3 separate regions of the Mus musculus genome follow, and regions 1 and 2 are each linked to region 3. Evidence: chromatin contacts called from public HiChIP or PLAC-seq and promoter capture Hi-C data. All regions are on one chromosome and are shown on one strand. Each heading gives the region's core, a stretch centred on a gene start, on an enhancer-like site or on the middle of the called end of the contact. The rest is flanking DNA. Distances are from core to core; before and after follow the strand shown.

Region 1 (2,953 bases), core at 139-2,638, 790 kb before region 3:
TTCTTTCTCAGTTCTATTTTCTATTTTTTATCATTAGTTCTTGGGTTGTATGAAAGGTGATACTTGCCCAAGGTGCAAAGATTTTCATACATATTTTAATCATATGAAAAACATTTTCTTCACTGATTTTTTTTTTTTTGAGAAAAGCATCACTTAGGCTAAGATTATTCTATAGCAGCATTTCTTTATTTCCTTAATTTCATTTGGGGCCATAGAGTATCTAATCCAAGCATTAAAATTTGCATCTGTAAGATACAAACATGCCTGGATACATGTTTAGGAGTTACTAGATGTCCTAGAGTTAGTTCATAATGCTAATCTAAGAAATATACCATTTGGACTTTCTTTTTCAATCATTAATTCAGCCAGCCTTTGGGCTTTGCAATGTAAAATGTCCCTCACAGACTCATCTGTCTGAAAACTTGGTCCATAGCTAGTGACACTGTTTTGAGAGATTGTGAAGTCTTAAGGAGGTGGGACCTAGAGAGAGGGAGTAGACCCGTAGGGGTAGAGAGGCTTGTCTTAAAGTTACATCTGCTTCCAGCCTAGTCTTCTTGTTTCTAGAGTCTCAGAAACATAAGAAAGCTTCACTCACAACCCTGCTGACACAGCCATGAGCCTCCATGCTCTCAATGTGTTGTTCTGCTGGGACAGACTGTCTACTCAAACCACAAAAAGGAACCAGAATACATCCTTTTCCCTTAAGTTGTTTCATGTCAGATATCAAAAAGAGTAACTAATGAACAAACCAAGCATTTTTAGTACACAGGACGCATTCAGTGTCAGCAAGAGCAAGGTTTAATTTCTCTCGGAGGCACAAAAATCCCTTTCCTTCCATTCTGAGATCAATCTGTTCTCAGTTACATAAAAGTCACCATGACTGGAGAGTGGCTGAGTGCTAGGAACTGTACAGAGCCTTCCAGAGAATTCCAGCAAAGACCTGCAAAGGAGCATGAAGCCCATTTGCATGTGCTACAGCGCTAAATGCTAAACAAAGGCTCACTTAGTCTCAGCCACGAGGACTTTCCCTGCATACTATGGATACATGCTGGCAGATGCTGGCGTGCTTCTGTGAAGCGTGGGCCTCCTTGCTCGCGGGGCTGTGTCTTTGTGGAGACATAACCCAACTCATTGTGAGAAACCAGTGTGAAGAGGAGAACCTCTGATTAGTTATTTTCGTTTAGAGGGCTGTGCTTTGTCTTATTGCTTTCTGATTTGGCCCACAATTATTAGATAGGCGATCGTCTGAGAAAGTGCTATAAATTACTGCTATAAAGGACTTCTTTACACACAGCTCCTCTTTTATTATGAAGCAACACTTCCATAGCTATTTCTGCCTGTATTTATTCTCTGCCACATTTCTAGTAATTTTTCCCCCTTATTGGCAGGGCTTACATAATCACATACTAACACCTACAGGAATGAATCACAGCTCATCTTGCAGATTTATGGCGTGCCTACAGAAAAAAAAAAGTGCCTCATGATGCAAACTTTAAGGCTTAAATTATCTCTAAAAGCCCCACAACAGGCAATAGGCAAGTAAACAGCGTGATTTAGAGATCACAATTAAAAGCGAATCTGTTTAAGCTCATCTCTCCTTTATTTAAACATCAAGACAAGAAGGACCAAGGAATGCTATTAATAACCGATATGTCGTTTGTTCATGACACAGTTGAAGCTGAATGCTTCCACTGGTATCTCTCTCTCTCTCTCTCTCTCTCTCTCTCTCTCTCTCTCTCTCTCTCTCTTGTACTGCAACTAGCACTAAGACCATGGGTTATGGATTCTAGACAGAGTTTTCCAGAGCCCACACTTGTGCTTCTCAATCATTTCCATTTGCTACTGTCTCTGGTTGTGTCTGTGGTTGTGTCCTTTGTCCTACCAACATTCCCAGCCTCTTTACCATTCATTAACACCTCCACAAGTCTCCCCTTTTACTTTCTTGTTTTTCTTAATCCTCCCCCAGACCTTCTCTCCCTAAGCTCAATCTCTCTTTGAATGTCTTTGTTCCAGTGCCTCCCTTTCTGCCTTCTATCTATGTTTTCCCACAATTCTGTTTCTTTTGTTCTTGCATCTGCCAGTCTCCCTCACATTTGGGGCATTACTCTATGTCCAGCACTCAGTTAAGGGGTGGGGATTATAAAGATGGCGAGGGAGCTACATATGGTGTCCAAGGTTTGTGGTCTAATGGGGTAGAGAGTGACAGAAAGGAAAAGACAGGAAAAAATAAGGATAGAAATTGAGGGAAGAAGAAAAATTTTATGTGCTCAAATTGCCTAAAGCAGTATGCAGACACAGAACTCAGGGGATTCTGTGGAGGAAGTGAGGGACGATTGTAGGAGCCAGAGGGTCAAGGGCAGCACAAGGAAGCCTACAGAATCAACCAACCTGGTCTCATAGGGCCTCACAGAGTCTGAACTGGGGAGCTTGCATGGGACTGACCCAGGTCCTCTGCACACATGTTACAGTTGTGTAGCTTGGTCTTCTTGTGGGACTCCTAGCAGTGGGATTAGGGGCTGTCTCTGACTCTTTTGCCTGATTTAGGGACCTTTTACTCAGACTGGGTTCAGCCTCAATACAAGGGGAGGTGTCTAGTCTTTTATGGTATGCCATGGTTGTTTGGTATCCATGGGAAGTCTTCCCTTTACTGAAGTGGGTAGGAGAGGGGTAATGGGGGGAGGGACTAGGGGGATAGGAGGGAGGGGAAAGATTTAAGAGGGGATCTCACCCTCTCTCTTGGCCTCCATGAGCACAACACTCATGTGTTCACACTCCTACTCCATGCAGTGTAACTTAGAAAGTAAGAAAAAATTCACAAAAAAGTTATTTATCTGTGTTTGAAAAGAACAGGGTTATAAAATAAGATTTAAATCATGAAGGATAAGCAGGTTTCTTCCAGATGATCAGTGAGGAGCCCCTGAGAGGAGATGTGCAAGCATAGACACTGCAGAAA
Region 2 (3,246 bases), core at 403-2,902, 640 kb after region 3:
AGACCTACATATACATTTTGCCAATCTGTACTTTGGCAAGCAAGGTTCCACATACCAGAGTTTTCCCGCTCACCTACAGTTTCATTACCACCTGTAATTCAAATTTTATATTTAAAAAAATACTTCCTTCTTTTCGATATCAACTCCCATTAAGACCTTTTTTAAATACCCTTTACCTTCTAAGATGTCTTTTTGTTTTTTATCAATATCATTTTCAGGCACTACAGAAAAGTCATCCCCTGTGCAAGAACTTCCCATAGAACTCATGAGGAGAAGCGTGTGTGCTCCTCTGTGCTTTTCCTTCCTGCCTGAAATGATTGTGTATGTGTTAGCTCATATCTGCTACCACAGTTCTCCTTTCTCTTCTATACATATTACTCTTACCTATTCTGGAAACTTCTTCCACATCTGTGACCAATCCAGCTGACTCCCTGCAGTGTTTACTGTCTGCACAACTCATCTGTACTGTATATTCCTTCTATTGCTACTTCCATTTTACTTAGCAATGGGGTCTTATCCTCCAATGGAGGATACAGTACACTCTGCTACTGTAACAGACACTGATACCATTGGATAGTGAGCTGGGAATATATTAAAAAAAAATAAGATGCAGTCTCTTATCCTTATGGGTTATAGAGTGGGGGCGGGTCTGAAAATGAAGAGTATGACATCATCAGGAGTATCTTGACATGTACCGGGGCTCACTGTCATCCCACTGTTAGGTGTGATCTGACATCATTTACATTGTCATGCCAGGAAGTTTGGGGGTTACATCAGCTGAATCAAATCAGATCGCACAGACACTTAGCCAGTTTTAACCAGTTCTTCTGTGTGTGCAGTAGTGCAATGAGCCTGTGTTCCAGACACAGTGTGGCTGAGTGGGCTGCAGACAGAGGATCAAGATGGAAGGAAGGTTTGAGACAGTGAGGACTTATCTAGAACAAGCTGCCTGAGCTCTGGAGCCCTGACCAGTAGCATGCAGTGTGTCTCAGCACCATCTATAACAAGGGTGAAGTTTAGCAGAAGCGCACTGCACATAGCAGCCTCTTGATGGAAATCTGTCTATTGTCTGTGATATGAATCATGGAAGTCACAGTCCTTTGAGTCACATTATCTGTGTGTCTCTGTATAATTGGTGAAAGTAGTCCATTGGAAATCAGATTTAAATGTAGCTTCCTCTAGAGTCATAAGTGTATTTCCTGACCTTGTACATAAGATTCGACTCCTCTGAATCATAATTTCAACGAGGCAGTAATACGGTAGCAGCAGAGCTCTGACTAAGTTAGATATGTTTAATATTCATGTCCAAAGAGTGACAATCTCATTCACACGGCTGGGGAAATGATAGCTGAGTTTGTCACTGACAGCTATAATCTTTGTTAGCATGCCCAAACACAAATGTATTGGGATATTTTCTATGTACTTCCTCAAGCACTGTTATAACACAGCACTGATGACGGCACCAGGCAATACTCCAAGCGACAGTTACAGGACCAGTGTCCTGACATCCCCAAATCCTCTCACAAACACTGCACTTTCTCATGCATACATAACAAGAGTTCATCCAAGAATGCTTCAGCCACATTGAGAAGAATCAGTACTCTATTTCCAACCAAGTGCGGCATACCTTCAATCCAATCAAATATAGAGACTCAGATTGTCATGTTTACCCCCCTTAATCCACAAAGTCAAACAAAATACCAAGACTGCCTTCACTCCCTGCCTGCCTTTCAGCTGGCAATTTAAAAGCCATCTGCATAGCAACAATTCTAATGAACTGTTCCAAAACAAATGTGATTTTAATTGCACCTTCTAAAAGAAATACTATGTAAGTAGCTATGTTAAGAACTGTCCATTTGATGGGATGTTTCCCATTTAAGCCAAAATTCCTTTCTCTGCGGTTACATTTTTAAGACTCTGCCTTCACGCGATTGATATTTGTTATTCTTTACATATAGATGGGTTGGCATAATTCCCATTTCGAGTAACATATTTTCCTGATATTATCCAATCCAATTTTTTTCACAATGCCTCTCATGAGACTTTGAGTCACCCTCAAGGTATTTTGCAACACATTATACAACTTGTCTTGAAGCCTTAACTTGCAAGTGGGTGGAGCTCATGACATCCCCAGATCCAAGCTGAGGAGCTATTCACAGTTAAGAAAAGTGAATCTTCTCTGGAGGTATGCCCCAGGAAAAGCTGTCCATGTGCCCATGGATGGCCCCATACTCATATGCACATGGGCCACACTCATCAGACTCAGTTGGTAAGAGGGGAGAAGGAAGGGGGGACATGAAGGTGAGTGGGGGTTGGGGGTGGGAGATATGTTATAGGCAATCCAGGGGGAGAGGGCAAGAAGAGAATGCAGTACATATGATTAAGATAGACACATAAATAGACAGACAGACAGATGAACATGGCTGGCAAAGAATAAACAAATATATTTTAAAAAAAAAATAAGCACCAAGCCTTAGCAATAAACTTCCAATGTTAATATTTAGAATTTGGCGTTCTTTAGTCAACTGGTGTTCTTACAAAGGAATTCTTTTGTAAACCACATTCCTTTGTCCTGTGGTACCTCTCTGTGCTCTCCTCATTCTGATTCATAAAAATTCCATCCTAGTACAGAGGAGTATATCATTAGAACAACTTTCAGAATTATTAGGGCCCCAAAAGCAAGTTCCCTTGAATGAGCTTATCCAGGCCCACTTACCCAGTTAGGCCTCTTTTCACTCCTGGACACCTAGTTTTGGAAATTTGTGTATTTGCGATACTGTATCATTTTACAAGTATTGTTAAGAAACTTGTGAATCTTATTATTAAGGAATCAAGATGCGTAAGACCTCAAGGACAAGGATATAGGAGGCACGTGCTACCGTGCACAGGCCAGATGGACTCCCCTGTCGACATAGGAAGAAGATCAGTCACCAGTGGAGTCCTCACATAGGTCTCTCGGAATACAACCCCCCCCCCATGACCAGGCGATAGCAGGATGGTGCTAATTTGTGCGTATTTCTGATTTGAAGCATTTGAGATCCTTTCATGATCCATCTATTCCACCTGTGATTTGTCTAGATTTTCAGAGAAGATGCACACACTACAGTTCCTTCTTCATTTGGTATTATTGTTCTTCCTTAATGCAGAATCCAGTTCCACAGACACTTTCTCCTATTAGCCTTAGAGACACCTGAAGGACCAGACCTGATGGAACCAGTTGGGGCTTCCCAGTTGGCGTTTCAGCTA
Region 3 (3,012 bases), core at 102-2,601:
AGAACTGCCTTTCTCAAACAAGACTAAAATGCCTGCGTGGGACTCAGAGGGCAACGACATACCCTTACCATCCTTTACACCAGGATGGCTTTTATCCAGCAAAATTGAATCTGTGTCAGTCCTACTTAGGCATAGCTGTAGGATTTTCATTCACCAATGAATTTATATTAGTGTATAATTTATAGTGTTGATGGTCAGCCTCTCTACAAGAGCTTCATGTGGGTATTTATTCTCAAAGATGAGAAACTCAGAAAGAAAAGGAACCGTGGTTTCATTATTCTGTGTGCTCTTTAACACCCAGCCAAGGACAGGGCAACACGAACTGAGCTGAATTCCATTGAGCATAATAAATAGCAATTTCTCTGTCTCTGCGATCAAAAAAGAGATAGGTCCTGTTCTTTGTTACTTAGTTTAAGGTTCCAATGACTCCTTCTTTAATTCTATTTGGCAATGAAAGCCTCATTCGGTAGCACATATTTATGTCATCAGATACAATATACATCATCAAGAGCAATTGTCCTCAACGACACCTTAGAATAATCACATTATGATATTATCAAATAAGTTCCATACTTTCAAACAATGGGTATAAATCTGGGAAAGAATTTCTCATTAAAATAAATGAAGGCAAAAATTAGTCCATGCTCTGAACACAGGAAGTTCACATCTTTTATTTTCCTCGATAGACAGCAAAATCCCACCTCACCAACACCTCACTAGTACACTCTCTTAACTACTACTCCCCATTAACTGATGGAACACACAGGCATCGACCTGTTTGGGAAGAAAGAAAAAAAAACAGCAAAGACAGATAAATATCTGTTTCTTTCTAATACATTAGTTAGCATCAAAGAAAGAAATAAACAATCTGAACAATTCTCCATGACTATATATTTAGTACAAAGTACATTTATTCTAACATTTCCCCACCTGGAAACACGGGGCATAAGTATCTTCTGCAATCAACAAGCCTTCTTCCCAATGTGCCCTGTCACCTTTGTAGCAACCTGGCACCTGCTGACATGGGACCTAGGGGTGGTGGTGGTGGTGATTGCAAAGGTTGTGGTGTAGAAATTGCAGACCGAGAACTGGGCTCCGGGGTCGGACATGGAGAGATGCAGAAAAGAGCTGAGAGAGAAAGCTGTCATATTTGCACCGAAGAACCGCCAAATCAGAGCGCAGAGAAGATTTCATTGGCGGAGCCCCCTTCAACGGCAACTAATCCTGTCAGAACGAAAGAAAATTGTAAATGCTCTCTCCAGAAACTGTCCGCCCATTGCAGCTAATCGAACACAAACGCACAAATAGAGGCACCACTCTCGCTCTGCTGCTACACACAGCGGGTGAGGGCGAGGAGACCAGTTCCCGGGAGCAGGCACGCGGGGGCACAGACACACTCATTCGCACACACGCACACACGCACACGCCAGCCTGCGGGCTTGGCCAGAGCCCTGAAGTCGCAGATCCCACTTGGAAATCGCCAGAGGCACTGGGAGAAGTGGAGGAGCGCAGCTCCCAGACACTAATTACTACTTCCCCGGCACTAGGGTGAAGAAATGAAGCCCGCCCAGCTCTTCTCCACACCCAGGTCTCCTTTCTGTTTCGGTGTTAACTGTCATCTTCCTGAAAGCCAGGTTTGAAAGTCTTATTTGCCTGTGTTTTGGGGGTGTGATGCTCAAGGCGGCAGACAGATGTAATTTAACTCCAGTCCGAATTGTCTAATTGGGGTCCCAGATTAGCCGAGTGATACGACCCATGTGAAATGCCCCGCAGCCTTCTCTGAGCCTTGGGGTCCGCAGTCTCCCCGCCTCCCTTGCCCCACCCGTCTAAGTGCGGTGGCGACAACTAATCTTTCGCTTTTCTCTCGCAAGATCCAGGGAGAAGGCAAGCGGGCAACCAGCTGAGGACTCCGAGCTGTGCCGCTCGCTCCCAAACCGGTCCAACCTGAGCCCGCCAAAGGCTCCTCGCTCCAGCCAGACTCCACCAGATCGCAGCCCCGGGCGACTAAGTCAGTGACAGGTAAAGACTCTGCTATACCATGGTTCTCTAATTGTCCATATCAAGGGCCCTGGTACCTCGCAGCTCCTCCCCATCACCCGACCCTGGCCGCAGAGGGTCTGGGTTTGCAAGAATTGTTTGGTGGTCCCTGACACGTGCAGGTTTTCCAATGGAAACTTTGGCATCTGGGGCTTGCTGGAGAGGACACGTACCTTGGCGGGTCTGAAAGAAGGAGGGGTTTCAAAGCTGGGGCGGGGGAAACCATTGGGATAGCTAAGTCCAGTGGAATGTGGCAAAAAGCAGCCTGTGAGCGCCGATACTCCAGTATGGCTGTCTTTGAGCTTGGCACCCCCTCACCCTCGCTACCACACTCTGGTCCTCTTCATCCCCCCGCCCCCCAACTCCAGATGCTGCCGTGGGAAAGGCAAGTAGAGCTCAGTCTCTCCTGCCGCTCACCCATCCCCCTTAAGCTCCCCTTATACCCTAGGGTCTGGGCACATTGCATTTAGGGTGGAGGCCCCTCTCGCCACCACTCCACGCTGTCCCCTGACTCCGCCTTGGGAGAGAGCCTTCTGGTGAGGACGACAGGTTTAGTGCTGTTGTTCCCGGACCTTGGCAGGGGAACAAGGTTGGGGAAGGTTTCCAGGAGGAGAGAGAAGGGAGTCCTCTGCAAGCCTATTTTCCTCCGCTGGCGCGCGCAAGGTTGATTGTCCACTGTGGCTGAGGAAAGGGACCCCAGTCCAGAGCTGATGAAGTCTCAGACGCTGCAGGAGCTTGGTCTCCCAACTCATGGTGGGTACTGGACCACTCTGCGGGTCTTAGATAGAGAATAGCGCAAATGACCTTTACTGTTGGCACCTGAGGAGCTAGGCTATCATCTCTAACTTGTGGCTCTGGGAGCGAGTGAGGTGCGGTCCAAACCTGGTTGCAGATAGAAAATACAGAAATTCCACCTGTGCGCTCCACCCTTCCATGTCCCTGGAGTGTCAGAAGCCTAGCAAGCAGGGAGACTTG

The links. Promoter capture Hi-C pulls out the DNA fragments that hold promoters and counts their contacts. HiChIP or PLAC-seq counts read pairs in DNA pulled down with a chosen protein or histone mark.
Region 1: a promoter capture Hi-C map of hippocampal neurons shows a contact between it and region 3, with 5 times the contacts expected there. The contact joins the enhancer-like site here to the promoter of Chrm2 in region 3. A contact is called at or near these places in 9 of 39 promoter capture datasets (the 3T3-L1 cell line, cranial neural crest, embryonic stem cells and 5 more), 4 of 484 Hi-C or Micro-C datasets (cerebral cortex and cortical neurons) and 1 of 115 datasets of contacts at active chromatin or transcription factors (neural tube).
Region 2: an H3K4me3 HiChIP or PLAC-seq map of forebrain shows a contact between it and region 3, with 4 times the contacts expected there. The contact joins the enhancer-like site here to the promoter of Chrm2 in region 3. A contact is called at or near these places in 7 of 39 promoter capture datasets (3T3-L1-derived adipocytes, cranial neural crest, embryonic stem cells and 4 more), 3 of 484 Hi-C or Micro-C datasets (cardiomyocytes and embryonic stem cells) and 4 of 115 datasets of contacts at active chromatin or transcription factors (astrocytes, embryonic forebrain, embryonic hindbrain and 1 more).

What each region holds. Positions count from the first base shown.
Region 1 is chr6:35,597,588-35,600,540 of GRCm38.p6, forward strand. No RefSeq gene overlaps it. Among named protein-coding and RNA genes, the nearest start is that of Mtpn, 59 kb to the left of the region's middle. Within about 2 kb of position 1,389, at least 25 of the 459 cell types and tissues checked have an H3K27ac peak or open chromatin away from gene starts, as enhancers often do. A contact at or near this core is called in cerebral cortex, cortical neurons and hippocampal neurons, where this site is marked.
Region 2 is chr6:37,025,064-37,028,309 of GRCm38.p6, forward strand. All of the region lies in intron 15 of Dgki (diacylglycerol kinase, iota), which reads right to left. Among named protein-coding and RNA genes, the nearest start is that of Gm52857, 120 kb to the left of the region's middle. Within about 2 kb of position 1,653, at least 22 of the 459 cell types and tissues checked have an H3K27ac peak or open chromatin away from gene starts, as enhancers often do. A contact at or near this core is called in forebrain, where this site is marked.
Region 3 is chr6:36,386,733-36,389,744 of GRCm38.p6, forward strand. It overlaps Chrm2 (cholinergic receptor, muscarinic 2, cardiac), which reads left to right and starts at 1,352. Exons shown (of 3, transcript NM_203491.3): 1 at 1,352-1,634; 2 at 1,872-2,019. 9330158H04Rik (RIKEN cDNA 9330158H04 gene) reads right to left here and starts at 1,502. Exons shown (of 6, transcript NR_015589.1): 1 at 1,424-1,502; 2 at 931-1,224.